Linked DNA regions of Drosophila melanogaster: regions 2 and 3 are each linked to region 1. The links are chromatin contacts, called in public HiChIP or PLAC-seq maps. All regions are on one chromosome and are shown on one strand. Each heading gives the region's core, a stretch centred on a gene start, on an enhancer-like site or on the middle of the called end of the contact. The rest is flanking DNA. Distances are from core to core; before and after follow the strand shown.

Region 1 (3,536 bases), core at 902-3,401:
CTGGGCGGCCAAGCACATCGCCTCCGGCCACTTCGTACTCTTCCTGGCCCTTGCCCTGCTGGAGACCTATCGCGACATCATTCTCTCGAACAGCATGGACTTCACCGATGTCATCAAGTTCTTCAATGGTGCGATACATGGCATACAACTTATAAGTAAAATTATACCAATTGCTATATGGTTCTTGTGGTTTCAGAAATGGCCGAACGCCACAATGCCCAATCGGTGCTCCAATTGGCCCGGAGTTTGGTTCTCCAACTGCAGATGATCATCGAGAACAAGTAGAGAAATGGATGGGCAGAACCCAGCCGTATATGTAGCTACATAGAGCGTTATTATAGAATCTAGATTCAGTAGTTCAGTCAAATTTCGTTTGCCAAATAACACAGAAACGCACTATGAAAACGCAGACTAACAAACAAACAATAAGTAATAAGTATGTGTCGATCGATGTCTTCGCTATAAAGTATTCAAATTAGATTTGTATGCGACCAGAAACCACTGAACCTGAACCACTAATCCTGTAACTGTAATCCTAATGGTAACTTAACCATAGTAGGTCTAGTAAGTTCTTCCCAAACTCCTCAAGCATATCCCCAAAGTAAAGGAAACCAGAAAACAGGGGCAGCAAATGCATAAGACTCTGATTAAAAGAATGAAATCATATATGAAATCTAAAACCTTATACAACTGTATAGACATCTGTTACTCACACTTTGCACTCGAACAATTTGTTTTCAGTGCATTGGTATACATACGCGAAAAACATATAGTACATATGTACATATAGTATGTTTTATTATGTAGAGAAAATCAGGAGGGTGCAATGTATTTATCACGTTATATCAAAGGTTCGCCCTAGTTTATCAATATACACAACAAAAAAATTGAATTGAAGGAAAATATACATTTTACCTAACTTGAAACTTTCAATATTAAGTATTAGAAAACGTTGGACTGAGTGGTTGGTTAGATGTCTATGTCTTCAACGCTCTATTGTATGTATATTATCAAAATTTCAAGTTCTTATATTATGACACTGACCAGAAAAATTTGCAACAAAAAAAAAAAGAAAAAAAGCCTAATAATATTTTAAAGGGGCTGTATTTGCAATCGCACATCACACAAAAAAACGCATGCATCAAATTATAAATTACAATTCGTTGCAAAGTAAACTCAGTACCAGCGAAAAATATCCAATTGTGTGTAACAATCAAGTCAACAATAAGTCAAGTACACCTAAACTACCATATATACATACATATGTATCTGTATGTACATATATGGGCGGCATATCGTCCGATCTTATGTGTCTACTATATCTACATATATTATGCGCTGCCAAGCCAAGCCAAATCAAGTTCCCAGTTTTATTTAATTGTATTTTATTTTTATATACGTATATTTACAAAGCGTACGAATAACTATTTCCCCCACTGTGTGATCTCTCTCTCTACACCGAGTATAAATGTTGTGGATTATCTTTATACCCTAATTTATACTCTTTGTAAATGTACCTTTTCCCGGCCAAAGAGGAGGTGGATGACACCTTGGCTCCACTTTATCTCAATTAAAAAAAAAAAAACCACATATATACGTGTGTGTATATACATACATACGTCTGTGTATATATACACGCCCACGCAAATTGTATATGAATATATATATATACATATATATAGTTAAAATGTATACAAGTACAAAGCAAAAGACGTCGGTATGTTTGAATCGGAATTAATAAATACACATACGATATATACCTAATCGAAAACGAAGTTTGCGTGGCGGATGGCTATTTCGAGATATATGCAGATAAATAAATCCCGATCCATCAGCTGTTCAGGTGAATGGTGCACCTGTTGCCACAGAACTGGCAATGGGGTAAACAATCTCTCCTTATCGAGCGATAAGACGGACCTTCCCTGGGGAGTTTCTATTCCTGGCCTTCCGCCGTTGCCAATGGCTCAGAACTATTAGATAGATTGATTATTTACTCTACAATATACATATTTCCGATTGGCCGGCGGATGTATGAAGCGCAGTTGCACTGGAATTTTTAATTATTTAATTATTGCATTATGGAATTCTCTCTTTCCTATATCTTTCGCAATATTATCAGAGGGTAGCACCTACTCAATATTCACAATAATTCGTTTTTCGATTTGCAGTGTAGCTGGTGCAACGAGGGAACTACGCCGCCTTATCTCGAGGGTTTCTAATACCTTGCGCCTATTCTCTTTAATTTTTGTTTATTCGACTCCCAGTCGCATTCGCATTCACATTTTCTACGCATCCACGACCTAGAGTATATAAGTTGGAGCAGCTGCATCATCCAGTTCATTCACTGGCTTAATTCAGTGGAGTTCGGATCTCGTCATGTCGGTGTCGTTTTTGGCCAGTTTACTGGGACTCAGCAATGACGAGGATCAGCTGCAGGTGGCCTTTGATGAGGTGCTCAAACGTAGAGGTTAGTTTAAAATCAATGTTTTGAAAGTTGAATTATAAGAGTAAAGTAAATTTAATTTAATTGTGATAATTAATTAATTTCTTCTTTATAAATATATATTTTAAAAGCAGTAGACAAAGTTGTAAGTTTAGTAAGTGTAAGGAACTCGAATTATTCTAGTTCTATTCTATGCTAAAAAAAAGAACATAATGAAGGACGGGAGAAGTTTATAAATCTGATAAACTCTCTTGGAAACTTTCATTTGTTTATTTAAAAAATGAAGTGCTTACTCCCAACATATCACACGATATCTAAAATATCTAAATATCTAAAAATCACACGATATCTAAAACTAAATATCTAATCCGATTTCTTTGGCCAGGCAGTGATCTAAAAAACTTTTAGATAAATAATAAATATTAAGTCAGAAATATTTTTTTTCTTAATTGTTTATAAGTCCGTTACTTGATTTTCGCACTAACGCGTATCACTACTGAGCGCGCAGAGCTTTTCGTTGATGAAATCCACTACGTAAAGCTCGCTCTCCCCACAATTCACCACTTCACTACGTACGACTTCTTGCCCCGCCGCCAGCTGATTTAGATTCGATCCAAGTTGTTGGCTCAGTGGAATAGCTGCAGTTGCCCACCGACCGTGTTTGTGGTGAGTTCAGGGGTGTGTTGGGTGTAGTGCTGCTATGCGGCTTTCCGTGGAGATTCTTCGGTGATCTTTGGACCGGCGCCCATTTATTTGTTTTGAAGCCTCCTCTAACCACTGCAAGCACCTTCTCTTTGCAGTTCCCTCCAGACAGCCAACCAACCTGAGGATGTCCGCTCCCATTCGCTACTACTATGACCTGATGTCGCAGCCCTCGAGGGCGTTGTTCATTATCTTCCGGCTGAGCAACATGCCCTTCGAAGACTGCGTGGTTGCCCTGCGCAATGGTAAGGGTAACCGGTGTGCGGGTCAAAGTGTGTCCATGTGGTGGACAGGAGTGCCAATACCTCACGTATCTCAAACGAAGTACAGAACGTAACGTCTTTTTCACTGATCAATACACAATCATTTTGCGCTTTAGCCACATTTAACA
Region 2 (3,914 bases), core at 1,138-3,637, 190 kb after region 1:
GCGGGAAAACTACTTTTCCGAAGGCGTGGATGCGTGACAATAATTAAAAGATCTCCAATGCAAACAGCGCAAATGGAATGAAAACAAGGTCGCAGGCCGAAAACTAATAGCTAAAGCAAATTCAGTCACCCTCCCATCGCTTCAACCTGCCACGCCCACCGCTTAACCCACTGCAGCCAGCGCCTTGAAATGCGCACGCAAATGTTTGTATGTTTGTCTGTTTGACTGTTTGCCTGTCTATTTGTTTGTTTGTTGATTGAGACGGCTTTGATTTGCGCTGAGCTGATTTTGATGGGTGGACGAGGGGGGTGTGCTGGGCTGCGCTGGGCGGAATGGGTGGGTTTTTGGGTTGGTTAAGACAAGTGCGCTGGTGTTTGCAGAGCCGTTGTGTGCATAAGCAACGGCGATTATTGACACACCGCCGAGCGATGCCACAGCTACAGTGAGCACTCGCATTGGGCGCCTTAGACCCTAAAGAGCAATTCAAGCTCTGTAAAAACATAACTGAGCAGCAGTTGGTCCAACAGAAAATAGTTGGAATAGTTAGTTACACCGACACTCTGTAGGTTGCTGGTGTTGCATCCGCAGAGGTTTCACCGTACGTCCCACCCTGGAAAAACGCAAATCGAACTGCAGCGCGTGATTTTCGGAAGGTAAGGCCCGGAAAGTCTCGAAATCGAAATCGCCCGCCCAGAGCCACGCCCCTTTGTCAGTTGGCGGAAAACCCTTTCTGTGCGGTCGTGCGTGAAATTTAATCAAAGCAAGACTTAACCCCACGACGCCCCCCATACCAATCGGCGTCCCCTTAACCCCCATGTGAGCCATCAATGTGGCCAACAGTTTTCGGTGTCCCAAAAGTAGACGACATACAAACAACCGGAAATGTTGCACATTTGTAACTTCAGCACACTTTTCCAGAAGGAGTTGAGCGTGTGGGAAAAGTCGGAAAACTGCTCAACAGGGGACTGAGGAGTGGACGTGAAAGTTTTCCATCCGCAGCAAGTGCAAATTTCTGTCAATTGTTGTAAATGGAGTTTCCTTTCTCCTCCGAGCAGCAATTTGTTTGGTAGTGTTTAATTTTTTTACCCAAAATCAGGGGAAAGTAGTTCAATACTGGCCTCACAACAAACTGTTTTCGGGATTCACGAAAATTCAAAGTTTTAATTTCCGATAAGCAACATTTGTTGATGTTTTCGTTTGTTATAAAATAAATTTTAAGCAATAAAAAACAAAAGATACAAGCACACATAAAAGTACTTATTAACTGTAGTTAGTACTAGTTAGTTAACTTAATAATAACACGGCAAAGTTGTTAAGTTATCAGGTAGATAAGTTATACCAAAACCTATCATACTCCACATTTATTTAATTTTGTGCCAGCTTTTTGATTTGGCGCCCACTTTGCACAGGGATGCCTCCTTCGTTAGTTATCGATATTCCCTTGCAAACAGAAGAATACGCGAAAATCAAATCAGCTGAACCGCAACAACAAATGCACGTAACAGAGAAAAAACGAAAAGCAGAGGCAACGAATGGCAGAGGACAGCCAAAACGTTTATTTATAAATCATCACAGGCGACAAGAAATAAGTAATCGAAAAGAACACAATAAAAGCTAGAATGAAAAGCCCTAACAACGAGAAGTGACCATTGTCTTTGTCTTGTACTGCACCCGCTAACAAAAACAAATTTACGCTCTCTTCGCTCTCTTTGTTTTCATCGAAAGATTCGCGGTCACCGTCGCGTCACGTCATTGTTGTTGTTTTGCAGTTTCGCTTTTAATCGTCACTTTTATTTGCGGTCTACTTTGCGCTTTGGCATCTTTCTGTCACCAACAGTGGGACAAACCGAAAGCGCTGGCTCACACGTTGAATAAAAATATACATACATATTTCTAGTAGTTTTTCTGAATATGACTAAAACACAACACAACTTCAATAAATTAGGAATTAAATGTATGAATAAAACGAAATATACATACAATTGCAGTTGTTTTATTAGATATTCCAGCTAAACATTAGAACTAAGCCAAAGATAATTTTTTTGTGATGCATTGCTGTGGGATGTTATTAATTGGACGAAATCACATTTGACCATCACATTGATCGCATCACATACAAATTCAATTATTTTAAGACTTTTTAAAATTAATTTAAAAAATATGGATTTTTGTCATGTATGTAGTTGCTGTGGGGTCGCTGTGCATTCGATTACCTGGACGAAACCGCATTTGACCACCCCTCGCTAAAATGAGTTTCACTGTGCGAACTAGAACATGTGCCTCATGACATGACTGTTCAAATTCTTCGCAAAGCTCTCTTTTTGCGCTCTCTTCTGTATCTGTGTACTATCCCGCCGAAAGATCTCTCCCTCTCTCTTTTGTCTCCCGCAAACTTGCGGTTAATAAAATAAAGCACAAAAGAACAGCATACGTTGATGGGGGCGTCGTCGCCGCTCTGTCGACGTCGCTGCCTTCGTGGGGCTTTGGTCGTTGACGTAGCGTCAGTTAAAAAGCGTCGCTTGGTGGAGCTAGCAAGCGATTTTATTTATATTTTTAGACTTATTTTCTGTAATTCGCTATTTGTAAATTGTATTCGCGGTTTTTTCGCATTTCTCTTGCGACTTCTCTTTCTATCCCTCTCTCTGTGTCTTTCTGCGCGGTGCTCTTCTTCTTTTCGTTCGGCGTGGCTATTTCTTCTTTCGCCTCTTCCATTTGTTGTTGACGTCGCGTTGTTGTGCATTTAATTCTTCATTGTGGTCTGTTTTAGTCATTTTTTTTACATATTTTTTTGTAGTTGTCGTTTCAAATGTGATATAATTAGTTAAGTATTTATTTATAAAACACGCGACGCCGAGAAAAGCCAGAAAGCCCGATAAAGGGACATTGAGGATTGCTAACAAAACAACAACTACAACGATTGGCGGAAAAGAGAGCAACGCAAAGGAGCTACAAAAACAACAAAGACAAAGAGAATCAACAAATAACGGCAAAGCCCCACGCGGAGGAGCGCCAAAACGATAAGAAAAAAGTAGAGCTAAAGCAAAAGCAGAAACAGAAACAACCATAAAACAACGGAAAATGCAGAATATTATTAAACCGCGCAGATAAAATAAAATTTGTCAACCACATTGTTCGAAAGCCCCGACTAAATAAATTGAAAACAAAACTTGAAGAAAGACTATCGGACGATCTTCGAAGAAGAAATATTGCTGGGAAAATAGAACGCTCTTAAGAGAAATGAAATCAGCGAAGTTCAAATAGATTTCCAACAGGAGTTAGAAATGAATTGGATAAATTAAAGATCTCTGTGCAACTAAAAAACACATCAGAAATACGAAGAAATCAAAGAAGCATCATTACAAAAAAAAAAAAAAAATACTATTGAATTTTCACTGAATAAATACATTTAAAAGCTCTTTAGTACTTTATATATATATGAAATCAGAGAACAACTAATAACTTTAGCTTAAAAAACATAGCAAGTTAACTACGGTCGTATAAAAAATACCATATCCGGAGTCATTGTGTCTTACAACAAACAGACGATCAAAACAAAAGCGAAGAGGTCACAACTGCTGGAATAATCTGAAATCTTAGATCGGTCAATCCAAGGCACTATCCGCATATCCCTCCACGATTCAGCCACCGCTGGACCTGACTGCGGATCCCGAGTGCGAGATGGTGTACTCCACGAACATCCTGCTGGCGATAGTGACGATCCTGACGGGCGTGTTCATCTGGTCCCGGCGCACCTACGTCTACTGGCAGCGCCGGCGGGTGAAGTTCGTCCAGCCGACCCACCTGCTGGGCAACCTGAGCCGGGTGCTCCGACTGGAGGAGTCCTTTGCTCTCCAGTTGCGCCGCTTCTACTTCGACGAGCGGTTTCGCAACGAGCCCGTCGTGGGTATCTATCT
Region 3 (3,392 bases), core at 509-3,008, 210 kb before region 1:
CGCGGTGATGGAACGGCAGCATGGCGTTGAACAGATGCGTGATCAGCGTGGCGCCCTGCTGCACGGCCCTCTCTCCGTCGCTTAGCGAGGCCATCGAGTGGCCCAGGGCCACGGTGATGCCACGCTCCACCAGCTGGCCAATCACCTCCGGGTCGGTGACCTTCTCCGGCGCCAGGGTGATGATTTTAATGCGTTCCAGCGAGCCGTACGTCTCCTTCAGCGTGCTGAGTCCCTTCAAGCGAGGCAAACGAAAGGTTACATTTGAATGATCTCTCTGCAGATGTTGGATATCAGGGTATCAGCAATGAAAACTGGTCTCCCACCTTATCAATGGTCTGGATGCAGTGCTCCGGATGCGCGCCCTTTTTCTGCGGATTGATAAACGGACCCTCCGCATGGATGCCCAGTATGCCGGCGCCCTTGGGAACCTCTGCGGGAATGCGCGGCAGGATGGTGTGGTAGCTGTCGCTGGGCGAGGTCACCAGCGTGGGACAGAAGGAGGTGACTCCGCTCTTGACCAGGCCGCGTGCCACCGTGGCCACGCCCTCCTCGATGGTCTCCGTGTCGTACGAGAAGTCCACGCCATAGCCACCTGTGGAGAATGTGAACTCGGGTTAATCAGCCATCTTTGGATTGGATTATGTTTCTGACACCACGGATTATCTCCATGGCACGATTAGCCATTGTCTTCCGAAGACAAAGAGGTCGCTTATCGCGACTTAGTTTGACCACAGTGGGTCATCGCTGCAAGTGCCCACTGTAGCCCACTTGCGGTCGAGCTCAGCAGCTTGGGGCCTGCGAAGTCACGATAAGATTAAATCGCTCCGATTACGAGTGCTCCATATTGCGGCTTGCCGCTTTGTCAACGGGTAAACAGAACGGATGACCTTGGCGGCTGATTGGAGCGCGGCGAAAGTGCCAATTAGTGGGATTCCAGGCCGAGTGGTGCGGAATTGAACCCATCAACATGGTGTTCTAATAGGAAACATGATGAAAGTGGAAGTGGGATCGGGTTTAACGACCACCGCTAGCTGCCGTTTCTTTTTTGCAAGTTTAAATTTTTGATCGTGGAACTATAAATTTAACATATATATCTATATACCGATAATAGATATAATAGTTATGGAATGCGATGCACTTGCATACATATGTAGATTTCTGCAATCTGCAGAGCCCCAAAACGAAATGTGTAGATCCTAAAACTAATCTCTTAATCTACTGCACACAATGTGGATTCCATATGGTTTCTTTCAATTGAGAGCTCAGAGACATGATGTCATACGTTTTTCACAGTGCAGCGGGGAGATGGGGTCGCGCGCGCTTCTCAGGGCTCACCATTGATCTGGAGGTCGATGTAGCCGGGCGCGATGATGGCGCCCCCGCAGTCGATGCGACAGTGGGCCTTGGTCCGCTCGTCGAAGAACACAGGCTCTGGGTTCACGATCCGACCGTCGCGAACCCACAGATCGTCGTGGATGATCCGGTGGTCGCGTACAAGGCGGCAGTTGGTGAACTGCAGCAGGCGCTGGCTGCTCGCCAGGATCTTCTGCTCCGGAGACTCTGGCTCCTCGCTGTTGCACTTAATCCGAACGTCCATTGGTGGGGGCTGCGGAGCGCAGGGGGCGGGGCTGGCGTTGCGGGCGGAATGAGCGATGGCTCGCAAATAAACAGGGGAGCGTAAACTAAACTGAAACGAAAACGAAAAACAAAAACAAAAACGAACTCAACAACAATCAGATGTTGTGCTGTCAAATAAGCTATTTTATAGCCCTGTGTTACTACTTTTGGCTATTTGCTTCGCTACATCATAATGTAGCGCAAGTAGTAGTTAAACATGACTGACCTAAAAACGAACTGTCAATTAGCGTGCAATCCCACTCTTATGCATCAAATATAGAATGATTGTTGATTAATAATAATACAGCCACATATATGGCATAAGTAGTAGTAGAATAGCTATTCTATAGCTAATTAAGCGGCAGCACTGATTAGCTGGCCAACGTGCCGCATCAATCAGCTTTTGGTCGAGGGCATTCGATTCGTGTCAATCGTTATCGATTAGATTCAAATTAATATCCACCGAATTAACTCAATTTCCGGTGACAACCTTTTGCTATCCTTCTGTTTAAACAGTTGTCGCGGCCTTGCGCCACCCCCGACCCCGTCCAATTTGTTTTTATAGCCAAAGTGCCGGCTCCTTCGATGGCATCTCGTGGACGCTGCATAAAATGGCAATATTTACCCAACAAGCCGTCGGTGAGCAGGCCGAAAATGCAAATGCAGATGATAATGACGACACGGCGCCCAAACAGCGACAACAGAGGGCTTCAGGTGACTAGGTACACTGGGAAAAATACGCGTTTTCGCTATTCATGTACACTTTATTGAAGGAAAGCTCACTAATCAAATTTTCTTTGAATTTTAAGTTGTTCGATAGTATACACACTTAATCAAGTTCGTTTTTAATTTAAAGTGGAAGCTGTTTACTAGTATAATATAATAATAATAATATACATATCAATACATAAGAAAACGAATCAAGAAGATAACACCATAATCAAGATAATAATTTTATTAGAGTATTAAATATTAGATATAAACATACTTGAAAATTCTAAAAAGTACTTTCCTTTTTATCAATTTTTCCGTTTTTTTTTAGTTACTTAATGGCTGTTATCTGATGAACTATGTTTTTCTTCCAGTGCCTCCTGTTTGACGTGCTGCTGGGTGTTGAATGTTGGTTCCTGGGAGCTGGGTGCTCCTCTGTCTCAGCTAATCCACAATGGCCGACATTTTAAATACAAATTGCAGCGCTGTTGCTGTTGTGCCCATCCAGGTTATCCAGCCCATCCAGCCGGGCCACCCACTTCCAAATGAGTTGCAATTTTTGCACACACCCAGGCACACATTGTGCAGCCGGCTCGTGGAACATGAACTGCACTCGAGGTGGGATAGGTTCGCTCTTTTTTGTCTATTGGCAACTGATTAGCATTTAAATTAAAATGTCGCAAAGTGGCCTTACCAAAATGCTCCACTCTGTGTGTGCTAGCCCCATGTTTCCCCTTTATGGCCATGGAAGTCTCTAGTGATTTGAAATCACTTGAAAGCTTGCACAACAGTATGCTTTAAACAATGCACTTCGGCAATGTTCTTAAAAATAAAATTAAAAATACCGCAATACCGCAGTTTCGAAATTATATTGTATACTTTTTTTATAATTATACCCGTTAAGTGCAGAGTAAAAGGGTACGTACACTAGATTCATTGAAAAGTATGTAACAGGCGGAAGGTAGCCTTTCCGACTATATAAAATATATATATTCTTGTTCAGGATCAATAGCCAAGTCAATCTGGCCATGTCCGTTTGTCCGACTGTCCGTATGAACGTCGAG

The links. HiChIP or PLAC-seq counts read pairs in DNA pulled down with a chosen protein or histone mark.
Region 2: a contact with region 1 is called in a Psq HiChIP or PLAC-seq map of the Kc167 cell line, with 2.5 times the contacts expected there. The contact joins the promoter of Cyp6v1 here to the promoter of GstT3 in region 1. A contact is called at or near these places in 3 of 107 Hi-C or Micro-C datasets (all in the S2 cell line) and 1 of 6 datasets of contacts at active chromatin or transcription factors (the Kc167 cell line).
Region 3: a contact with region 1 is called in a POLR2A S2P HiChIP or PLAC-seq map of the Kc167 cell line, with 4 times the contacts expected there. The contact joins the promoter of CG17065 here to the promoter of GstT3 in region 1. A contact is called at or near these places in 10 of 107 Hi-C or Micro-C datasets (the D17-c3 cell line, the Kc167 cell line, the S2 cell line and 2 more) and 1 of 6 datasets of contacts at active chromatin or transcription factors (the Kc167 cell line).

What each region holds. Positions count from the first base shown.
Region 1 is chrX:20,465,304-20,468,839 of dm6, forward strand. GstT3 (Glutathione S transferase T3) reads left to right here and starts at 2,152. Exons shown (of 5, transcript NM_001298566.1): 1 at 2,152-2,467; 2 at 2,904-3,109; 3 at 3,244-3,390. The coding sequence starts at 3,273. tbc (trabuco) reads left to right here. Exons shown (of 9, transcript NM_001298565.1): 8 at 1-128; 9 at 197-1,762. The coding sequence ends at 285.
Region 2 is chrX:20,654,735-20,658,648 of dm6, forward strand. Cyp6v1 (Cytochrome P450 6v1) reads left to right here and starts at 2,388. Exons shown (of 4, transcript NM_001298570.1): 1 at 2,388-2,568; 2 at 2,795-3,914. The coding sequence starts at 3,679. It also overlaps asRNA:CR45466.
Region 3 is chrX:20,255,441-20,258,832 of dm6, forward strand. It overlaps CG17065, which reads right to left and starts at 1,759. Exons shown (of 4, transcript NM_001298559.1): 1 at 1,336-1,759; 2 at 324-592; 3 at 1-232. The coding sequence starts at 1,597.